2 separate regions of the Mus musculus genome follow, and region 2 is linked to region 1. The links are chromatin contacts, called in public promoter capture Hi-C maps. All regions are on one chromosome and are shown on one strand. Each heading gives the region's core, a stretch centred on a gene start, on an enhancer-like site or on the middle of the called end of the contact. The rest is flanking DNA. Distances are from core to core; before and after follow the strand shown. Region 1 holds the start of Mndal (myeloid nuclear differentiation antigen like). Region 2 holds the start of Ifi211 (interferon activated gene 211).

Evidence for each region. Promoter capture Hi-C pulls out the DNA fragments that hold promoters and counts their contacts.
Region 2: a contact with region 1 is called in a promoter capture Hi-C map of macrophages, with 11 read pairs. The contact joins the promoter of Ifi211 here to the promoter of Mndal in region 1. A contact is called at or near these places in 1 of 39 promoter capture datasets (macrophages), 1 of 484 Hi-C or Micro-C datasets (B cells), 2 of 115 datasets of contacts at active chromatin or transcription factors (heart atrium and memory CD8 T cells) and 1 of 9 other capture datasets (adipose tissue).

Annotation. Positions count from the first base shown.
Region 1 is chr1:173,877,807-173,882,306 of GRCm38.p6, reverse strand. It overlaps Mndal (myeloid nuclear differentiation antigen like), which reads left to right and starts at 2,120. Exons shown (of 10, transcript NM_001170853.1): 1 at 2,120-2,156; 2 at 2,317-2,382.
Region 2 is chr1:173,910,685-173,915,021 of GRCm38.p6, reverse strand. Ifi211 (interferon activated gene 211) reads left to right here and starts at 1,976. Exons shown (of 7, transcript NM_001033450.4): 1 at 1,976-2,208.

The DNA.
Region 1 (4,500 bases), core at 871-3,370:
ATGAGTTCTCGTCTTCTATTATGAATCCTGATAATTAAGCCAGGTCATCAGGCTTGACCACAAGCACCCTCACCCACTGAGCCATCTCACTGACATGCCCCAGTGTAGGGGAATGCCAGGGCGAGGAGGCAGGAGTGTGTGGGTGAGAGCGCCCTCATAGAAGCAGAGAGAGTCAAGTCAGGGGTAGATAGGGAGTTTCTCAAGGGGAAACTGGAAAAGGGGATAATATTTGAAATGTAAATAAATAAAAATCCAATTTAACTTCATATGCCTCAGTACAGGGGAATGGCAGGGCCAAGAAGTGGGAGTAGGTGGGTAGAGGAGTGGGGAGGGGGGAGGGTATGGGGGGCTTTTGGAATAGCATTGGAAATGTAAATGAAGAAAATACCTAATAAAAATAAAGAATAAAAATAAGTAAACAATCCTATTTTTAAAATCCTAAAAACATACAATATCTTGGAATGAAAGTGACCAAAGAAGGAAAAGATTTGCACAATGAAAACTTTAAAACAATAAAAGAACTTGAAGAAGTTAAAAGAAGACAAGACACTTTCCAATTTCATGGGTTTCCAAGAGCTGCCAAACACCAGCACTTGGAAAGCAAACCTCGATGATTTTCTACCCAGGTAAATCTGTGGACCCTGCCAGATGAGTGATGGTATCCCTGGAATTGCACTGCTTCTATATTGATTTTAAAGCTTCCTATAAAGCATCCAGTAGTAGTTGGTGTCCTTTTTCCCCATGTCTCACTATAACAATAGTACAGACACCATCCACTATCCTACAAAGGAAGAAACAGTCAGTCAAACACTGCTTTAAGCTCTGAAGCTACCAGATGTTCAGCTTTTTTCCTTGAGTTTCCAAGGCTTCATCTGCTAGCACTACATAGCCCACAATCTGCTGTCTTTTCCCATTAAAAATATCTCAGGGGTCATTTTCTTAATCAGTTATAGAGGACAGTGAAGCTATAGTATAGAGGGCAGTTACGCCCAATTACTTTTTTTTTTTAAGCTGAGGTTGAAGTTGTATGTTTCTTATAACACTATGCTCTGGGAAAATATGGCCTAGGAACCACTAATGAATTAATGAATGGATGCTTTGGAAAGTGCTTAAACCAAAAGTGATCCATCACACATATTTCCCTATTCAGGAAATGCTCAAGCAAGTACTGTTGTGGTCTGCAGATCACAGCACAAAGCACCCAGAAACGGATCTCAGTTAAACAGGGCTGGTTTATTGAACACACACCCCAAGACTGATTGAACAGGGGCTCAATTCAGATACAAGAGCTATTTTCCAGGGTCAGTTAATATAGGCAGAAAATCATAATGAGCTCATAAGCGGGTGAGGGGAGGGCTGTAGGGTGGTCAACCTTTTTCCAAGTCTTTTTTTTTTCAAGCTGTCCTCTATCTTTCTTTGCTCTGAGTGAAGGCTATGGGTTGGGAATTTCTGATGATGATGATGACTGTTGAAGCCTCAGAATATGGTCAAATTGACCTTTCTTTCAGTCAAACTTTTTCTTTTAATTTTTAAAATGTTTTTATCTTCTTTTTTTTCTTTTTCTTTTTATTAGATGTTTTCTTTATTTACATTTAGGATGTTATCCCCTTTCCTGGTTTCCCCACTGAAGACTCCCTATCCCCTCCTCCCTCCATCTGCTCACGAACCAACCCACACTGGCTTCCTGGCCCTGGCATTCCCCAATATTGGCTGTGCCTACAGTCAAGCTGCTTTTGTGTCAAACAAGCTGGCAGGCATGAAACAAAAGTATTACAGCTGAGCTAGCAGGCTTCATCAAATCCAAGGAACAACAGACTCTCAGGCGCTCCCCTCTGACCACTTTCATACTGAGCAAACAAAGAAGGGTGAGGTGGCTGAGTGACTTGCTTGTATCTCCTTGTGATTCATCTTCTTTCAGATGAGAGTGATTCCTAGTGACCCACCCTTAAGTCTACTGGACATAAAACATGCAGTGTTGCAATTTCTCTCTCTCCTGTGTGTGTTTGTGTGTGTGTGTGTGTGTGCTTCTTTCTAGAAATTACATTAATAACAGGAAATAAAGTGCTCTATTTTAAGAGCTGGGGAAATCGAAAGCTATGAACAGTGCTGGGAGGAGCCCAATTTCATCTTAAGTCTCCCCAGGAAGACAGCACACTGTAAGGCATCCAGCCCTGCTAAAGCTAGAAACTTACTTTAACCAGTTCTCTTGCCCCCCTCCCTGTTATTTTGTAAATACTACATTTTCTCAGCATTTAATGAGATTGCAATGCATTCTGGTGTACTTTTTTGAGTCATTTCTCTTTCTACTCAAAACAGAGAAACCCCATTTCCTGACTTGCTGAAGATTTATCATCTGAACATTGCTGAGAAATTTCCACGGAGGTAAGTCTCTCCCCTTTTATATATAGAAGAGATAGCTCCATGAAACCCACAAGAACATAGGGGATCAGTGTGGTTCTTCCCAGTGGCTGGTGGGGAGAGCACAGATTGTTCAACTGCCAGCAGGGCAGTGAACCTGCTGCAACAGGTTCTGATACCGCATTCAGGATGATGACAGCATCTTTCTTTCTCCATTCCTCGAGCTTGAGGTAAGAAAACATGAGCTTTGATTAGTGCAGGTTATAAAATTAGCTTTCTAAGTATAAGTGTCAATAAATGGAAAACAAGAAGGCTTCAGTAGCCTGGGCTGGGCGGTGCAGGGGAATCTGGTGGCTGGACTGAGTAAAAGACAGGTTAGTGATATAAAAAATTACTGTGATATAATATTCAGTGAAAAATGCATTTGAACAAGTAGCTTCATCATCTGGTCTTATTTTAACATTAGACAGCATGAGAACTAGTGGACATGTGCAGTACAACGTTCCTAAGAATCACAAATACAGTTATTCAAATACTTCCTGTTTCAATATGCATATGTAACTCTTTCTTTCTCTCCCCTTCAAAAAAGGGAGTAAGAATAGTATTTAGTCACTGATAGAAACTTTTTGTCATCATGAAAGTTATTCTTTTTATAGGCTAAATTTTATTTATTTTTGTTTTTATTTTGTTGTCATAAAATATAGGGAGTATGAAGGTCAGTTACATACAATCATTTCTGTTGTCCACTTGGTTTACTTTTAGGATATTTTAAAGGCTTTCTGTATCCTCTGGCATAGGACTCCGTGTGTACTCAAACTTTGTAATTCAAATGTCAATTTGAGATTTGTACCTGAATTAGACCTGTGTTGCTAAGTTTCTCAGTTATACTACTCAAACTTTCCAAATTTTTCCAGATCTTTTTACCCTACTCAGTAGTGACTACACTGTCATATTAACTGTAAACCTGTGGGTTCTCCTTTTTATCTTTTTAAAAAAAGTACAGATTTGTGTGCTCTCACAGATATTGAATGGATGTGATGTATATGTATGTGTATGGATACGTGTACTTGTGTGAAGATATATTCCATGTTTCGATAGAGCTGTGAAATAAGGACAAAGAATTGCGCTATTATTAACTGATAAATCCATAGTTAAAACTACCTCCTTCTAAGATGGGAGGGTTTAACTTTCTGTGGTATTTAATAATAGTTTTGCCTTCCGTTCTATTAAAGCTCCACTAATGTAGATAAATAGGATGTTCTTTAGTTTCTAGAGAATTTAATTTTAGATTTCTCCACTGTTGGGGAATCTTTTATGAACAACCTATAGGTAAATTTCTTAAATAACAATTGGCAGACCTTGTCATTGGACTGGTTAGGTCCCCCCGGGTAGAGTGGCAATCAGCAGAGTTTTGTTTTGCTTCTACTACTGTTATTTCACCCGGGATGTTCTTTATGTTCTCTTCCGTCTGTCTGTCAGCCTTGGTGATGTACTTCCTTTTTCGCTTTTTTTTTTCTGATCAAGTTTTCATTTTAAAGCATAGGTGCACCTACTCAAGTTTGAAATTTTCATTATAGAAGAACCGTATTTTCTTTGATAAGTGCATTTTGCTTATATTCACCCTCTACCCCCTTCCATAATCCCTTCCAGGGACATACTGTCTACCCTACCCGCTAAACTTAGTGTCCAATGCCCGCTCCCCTCCTAACTTCCTTCTGTGAATTTTGTCTGGCATAAACGTGCACAAGGCTCAGGATGCTTCACAACTGTTTTGAGCTCACATGTGCTACTTCCCAGCGGAGTTTGGCAAACACTGTGCCCCTGTAGTCATCTGCCACCCCGACTACTAGAATTTTTCTTCCCCCTTTTTATAAAGTATTTCTGAGCAGAAGGATAAGATTTCTGATTGTGTTTCTCTGCATAGTGTGCACAACAAAGTGTGCATAGTTAGAATGTAGCTTCTGGGTCAGTATAACCTGATTTTCCTGTATTCTATGACTCAAGGATGTGGCGTCTATATCGTTATGGAAGATTTGGGGGTATATATATATACAGTAACCTATATAGATAAAAGTATAAATTTAATTTCTATTGCTTACATATCATTTTTGTGTGAAATAGTTGTGGTCCTATTCTTGATAC
Region 2 (4,337 bases), core at 727-3,226, 33 kb before region 1:
AGCTGCTGACCCATGGGGTTGTATCAGGGAAAAGATGAAAGAAGCTGGGGAGGAGGGCCACCCTGTAGGTGGACCAGCAGTCTCATTTAACCTGGACCCATGAGATCTCTCAGACACTGGAACGCCAACCAAGTAACATACACCAGCTGATATGAGGCTCCCAACACATATCCAGTAAAAGACTGACAGATCTGTATTCAGTCTGAGAAGATCCACCTAACTATCAAGAAACTGAAGGCCACAGGGAATGGGGAGGTCTAGGAGAGGTGAGGGATAGGGTTGGGGACATACTTGTGGAGACAGGGTGGCAGGAAGTAGGTATGGAGTGGGGAACAATCAGAGGGTGAACCAGGGGCCGGGTGGGGGATAAAATATGGAGTGTAAAAAGAGAAGATTAAATAAAATTTTAAAAAGAGAGAAAATAGAGTGTTAGAAGTGGGGTAGTCATACAGTGGTCAGTGTGATGAAAAGGCAGCTGAAGAAATCCAGACAGTATCTCCAGCTGACATAGAGCTGTCAGAGATAAAGACAAGTATGGCTATGAAGAGCTGAAAACTGAGGTACTATTGACTGACAACCAGGAGCATTGCAGACAGCTGCAAATCCTTAAGGGCCAAGAACTATAACACCTCAGCTGTGACACCAGCCACTCTCGAGGTCCCAGGGTCACAAAGGCACTGTCTGTTTGAAACTGTCTTTCATCTGCTGCTTTCAGAAGTTCATTATGAAAACTTCCAAGTACCTTGTTGGCAGTTGGTGGTTAAATCCCAGAACCACAAGCTGTTGGGAACTAAAAAGGGGGCCCAGGGGAAGAGAAAACCCACACCCCACCAGAATTTTACCTATTCTCTGGTCTGTCAGGTGTGGGAGAGCTGCCATACACTTTCCACTCAGCCCTGGGTGGGCATTCAAGCCTCTGACCCACTCTTCAGGGGGTGGCCAAGGGTCAGCCCTACCTGGGATCCCTTGAGCTACTTTGCTAAAGCCACCATGGTTATAGGAGAGAAGGATGGCAGAAGAGAGGTTCCCAAAACTTGCGAGAGTGAGGGTAGCAGATTTTGATGAGCAGAGACTCTATGGTTTTAGAGCTTTATTATAGAAATGCAGGGGTATAAGAGAGAAGCTAGAAAAAGAGAGAGAGAGGAGGGAGAGAGAGAAAAGGGAGGGAGGGAGAGGGAGAGAGAGAGAGAAGGCTAGAGAGAAAGAGTAAGAGAGAGAGAAGAGAGGAGAAGACAAAGAGAAAGGAAAGAGGAGAGAAGAGTGAGAGTTAAGAGAACAAAGGAGTAAGAGAAGAGACAAGTAAGATAGCAAACAGAAGCTGAACAGCCCTTTTTATGGTCTTTACTGTTGCTAGGTAACTGGGGAGGAGTTTAGCCTGAAGGTCAGAAGCTTGGGCCATTGCCTACATGACTTCTACCCATGCTTCTCTTGTGGGGTCTGTGGGGGGAGGTAACTTAGGCAGGAGCCAGAGTTCCAGCAGCATAAGGGAATGCCTACTGTGTCATGTAGCTGAATTATCACCCTTTGGAGTTCAGACCTCAGCTCAACTGGAGACCAGCCTGTCTGTGCAAGACCTCAAAACCACAATTCTCTGGCTTCCAAAGGGCTTGATACTTGTAAACCCTGAGTGTATTAGACTCTTCCCTGGGCCTTGAGTACTTTACTACAATAAAAACTCCACCTTAGCTGTCCAGGACTCCTATCTAAGTAGAGCAGAACCCTGGTCAGCTAGTTTTAACACCTTGATCTGGTTGTACCATGTATGTGAATTTTGTGTCTAGTGGCTAGTGTACATCCGTTTGCTACAAAAGTTGTAAGGTTAGGACTTTCTTATTTAGTGAGATTCATCAGAAAAGAATGTGAGCCTGACTAAGCTGTGATTTTTTTTTCATAGTGACCACAGTATTTACAGGAAGTTAAGATGTTTCCAAAGCCAGGGAAATTGAAAGCTATGAACGAAACTGGGAGTAGGCCTGGCTATTTCAGCACTCCTCACCCGAGGGAGACAGCACAGGGAGAGACAGCCAGTGCTGCTCAAGAAATGAAACAACTCTGAGAGTTTTGTAATCACTACCCTCTTCCTTTACACCCAACTGTTCAGTTTCTCATTTACTGACTTATCTGCCTACCTACTCAAGCCAAGCAGGCCACTTCTTGACCCGGTGAAGGTCTCAGGATCTGTACATCACTGCAGAAATATCCAGGAAGGTGAGTTCTGTTTGTTTCTTAAACATGTGATCAGATCTATCTGTGAAATATAAAGGACCATAGAAAAAAATCAGTGTTGAATGGTGGAGGACCAAGGCTGGTGCCAGCTTCACTCACAGCATTAAACCTGCTGTAGCTGGTTTCCGATGCTTCACTAGGAAGACAGCCGATGACAGAATAAAGATGCCTCCTCTATTCCTATGAGTTTTCATGAGTTAGTGTTTATCACTGTTCTTCATTTATCTTCACTAGAGAAGACATGGGAGTAAGGTGTTTGTGGTGAAGGACTGTGTAAAAGACAAGACAGAAACAAAAAATATTGATAACTAAAATCATGTTAAATGAAAACCACACTTTCCAGTTTTGTGAATATACAAAACTGAGATTCATATACAACTTGATAACTCACATTAGCCTGTAGAGAAAAATGTCCCACTTTTGTTAATACAGTTATTTAAATAGATTGTGGACATTTTTATGTTTAGCTCTCCTCTTAGCTCCCTTCTGTATCAGATGTTAGAGACAATATTTGTCATACTCTCCTCTTCATGCCATGCTGGAGGTGAATACTCATGAGGAAAGTTAAACTTGTTCACTGTTACTAATTTCTTCTGTAATTTTTCTAATTTTTTATCCTGTTTTGCCTAAATTTTAGTAGTTGAGATATGCATAAAATTTAAACCATAGTCATAGACAATATCATACCTGTTTAAATATATATTATTGCTTGTTAATGGTTCTGTTTAAAGAATAATTTCATTATCCAAGCCTGGTTTCCGATAACTTGGCACATAGCTGAGGCCAGCCTCAAACTTACAGTCCTCTGGCCTCTGCCTCAGCTTCTGTCTTTCCCTCAGACTCTGGCGCCTTGAATCATAGACACCCACTGCCATGACCCTCTTAAATGTCTACAATTAATTTTGTATTTTACTACATAGTACTATTTAATGTCCTGGGAGTAATGTTGTAAAACTAAAATTTGTTATTATTTGGTAATTATATAATTAAAATTGTTTCACTTTTCTTGGGTTGAAATCTTTCATTGTTAAGTAGTGAGCCTCCAGGCTTTATGATGTTTCTTGGATGGTCCTTACCTATATTAGCAGAGAATTTTGGTGTCTTTAAATTGCTCTTTCAGCATCAAATTTTTCTACTATGTTTAAATCCATCAAATAGTATTTTGTCAGCAATTCGAAGGTATTGTATTTTTCTAAACCACTTTAAAAATTGTATCATTTTGTGCTTTTGTTTTGTTTTGATCTATTTTGTTTTTGTTCTTTAGACAAGGTCCCACTATGTAGCATTGATTGGCTTAGAAATGACTATGTAGTCCAGGATGGCCTCAAATTCAGAGATTTCTGCCAATCCCTGCCTTCTAAATGCTGTATACTTTTACATTTTTAGTTTAAATGACTTAATAATTTTTCTAGCTTAAAGATTTTATATGGCACATTATAAAGCCAATTTGTACTTATAATGTGTAGTAGTCTAGTCCAAGTAACAAACATTTCCTTGTCTTCAACAATCAATAGTTGTATGTGTTAGGATTTCCTATTTTGGGATGAGACGTGTGCTGAGTTTTGATGTCCTTTACTGAACATCTTCATTTTTCCAGTGCTGCTGCCTCTTGTCATCCCTACTGACCACTATCCCGTTTCATTCTTCTACAAAGTTTATTTTTGTAAATAAATGAAACGTGAGATGTTTCTCTTCCTGTACATGCCGTGTTTTACTTAACATACTTATGGCCAGTTTCAGTCAAATTCAATCAAACTTCAAATGACAGAAATTCATTCCTTTGAATGGCTAATGAATACTTGATGTGTGTTTTGGGGGAGGATGTGAGAAATTATATACAAATCGCAATATGTATGTGGAAACCACAGGACAACATTGGGGAGTTGTTTCTTTATAAAAGTTCCAGGTAGCTGGGTGTGGTGGCGCACGCCTTTAATCTCAGCACTTGGGAAGCAGAGGCAGGCGAATTTCTGAGTTCTAGGCCAGCCTGGTCTACAGAGTGAGTTCCAAGACAGCTGGGACTACACAGAGAAACCATGCTCAAAAAAACAAAACAAGAACAAAAACAAAAGTTCCAGGGATCTAATCTCAGGCCATAAGGCTTGCACAGC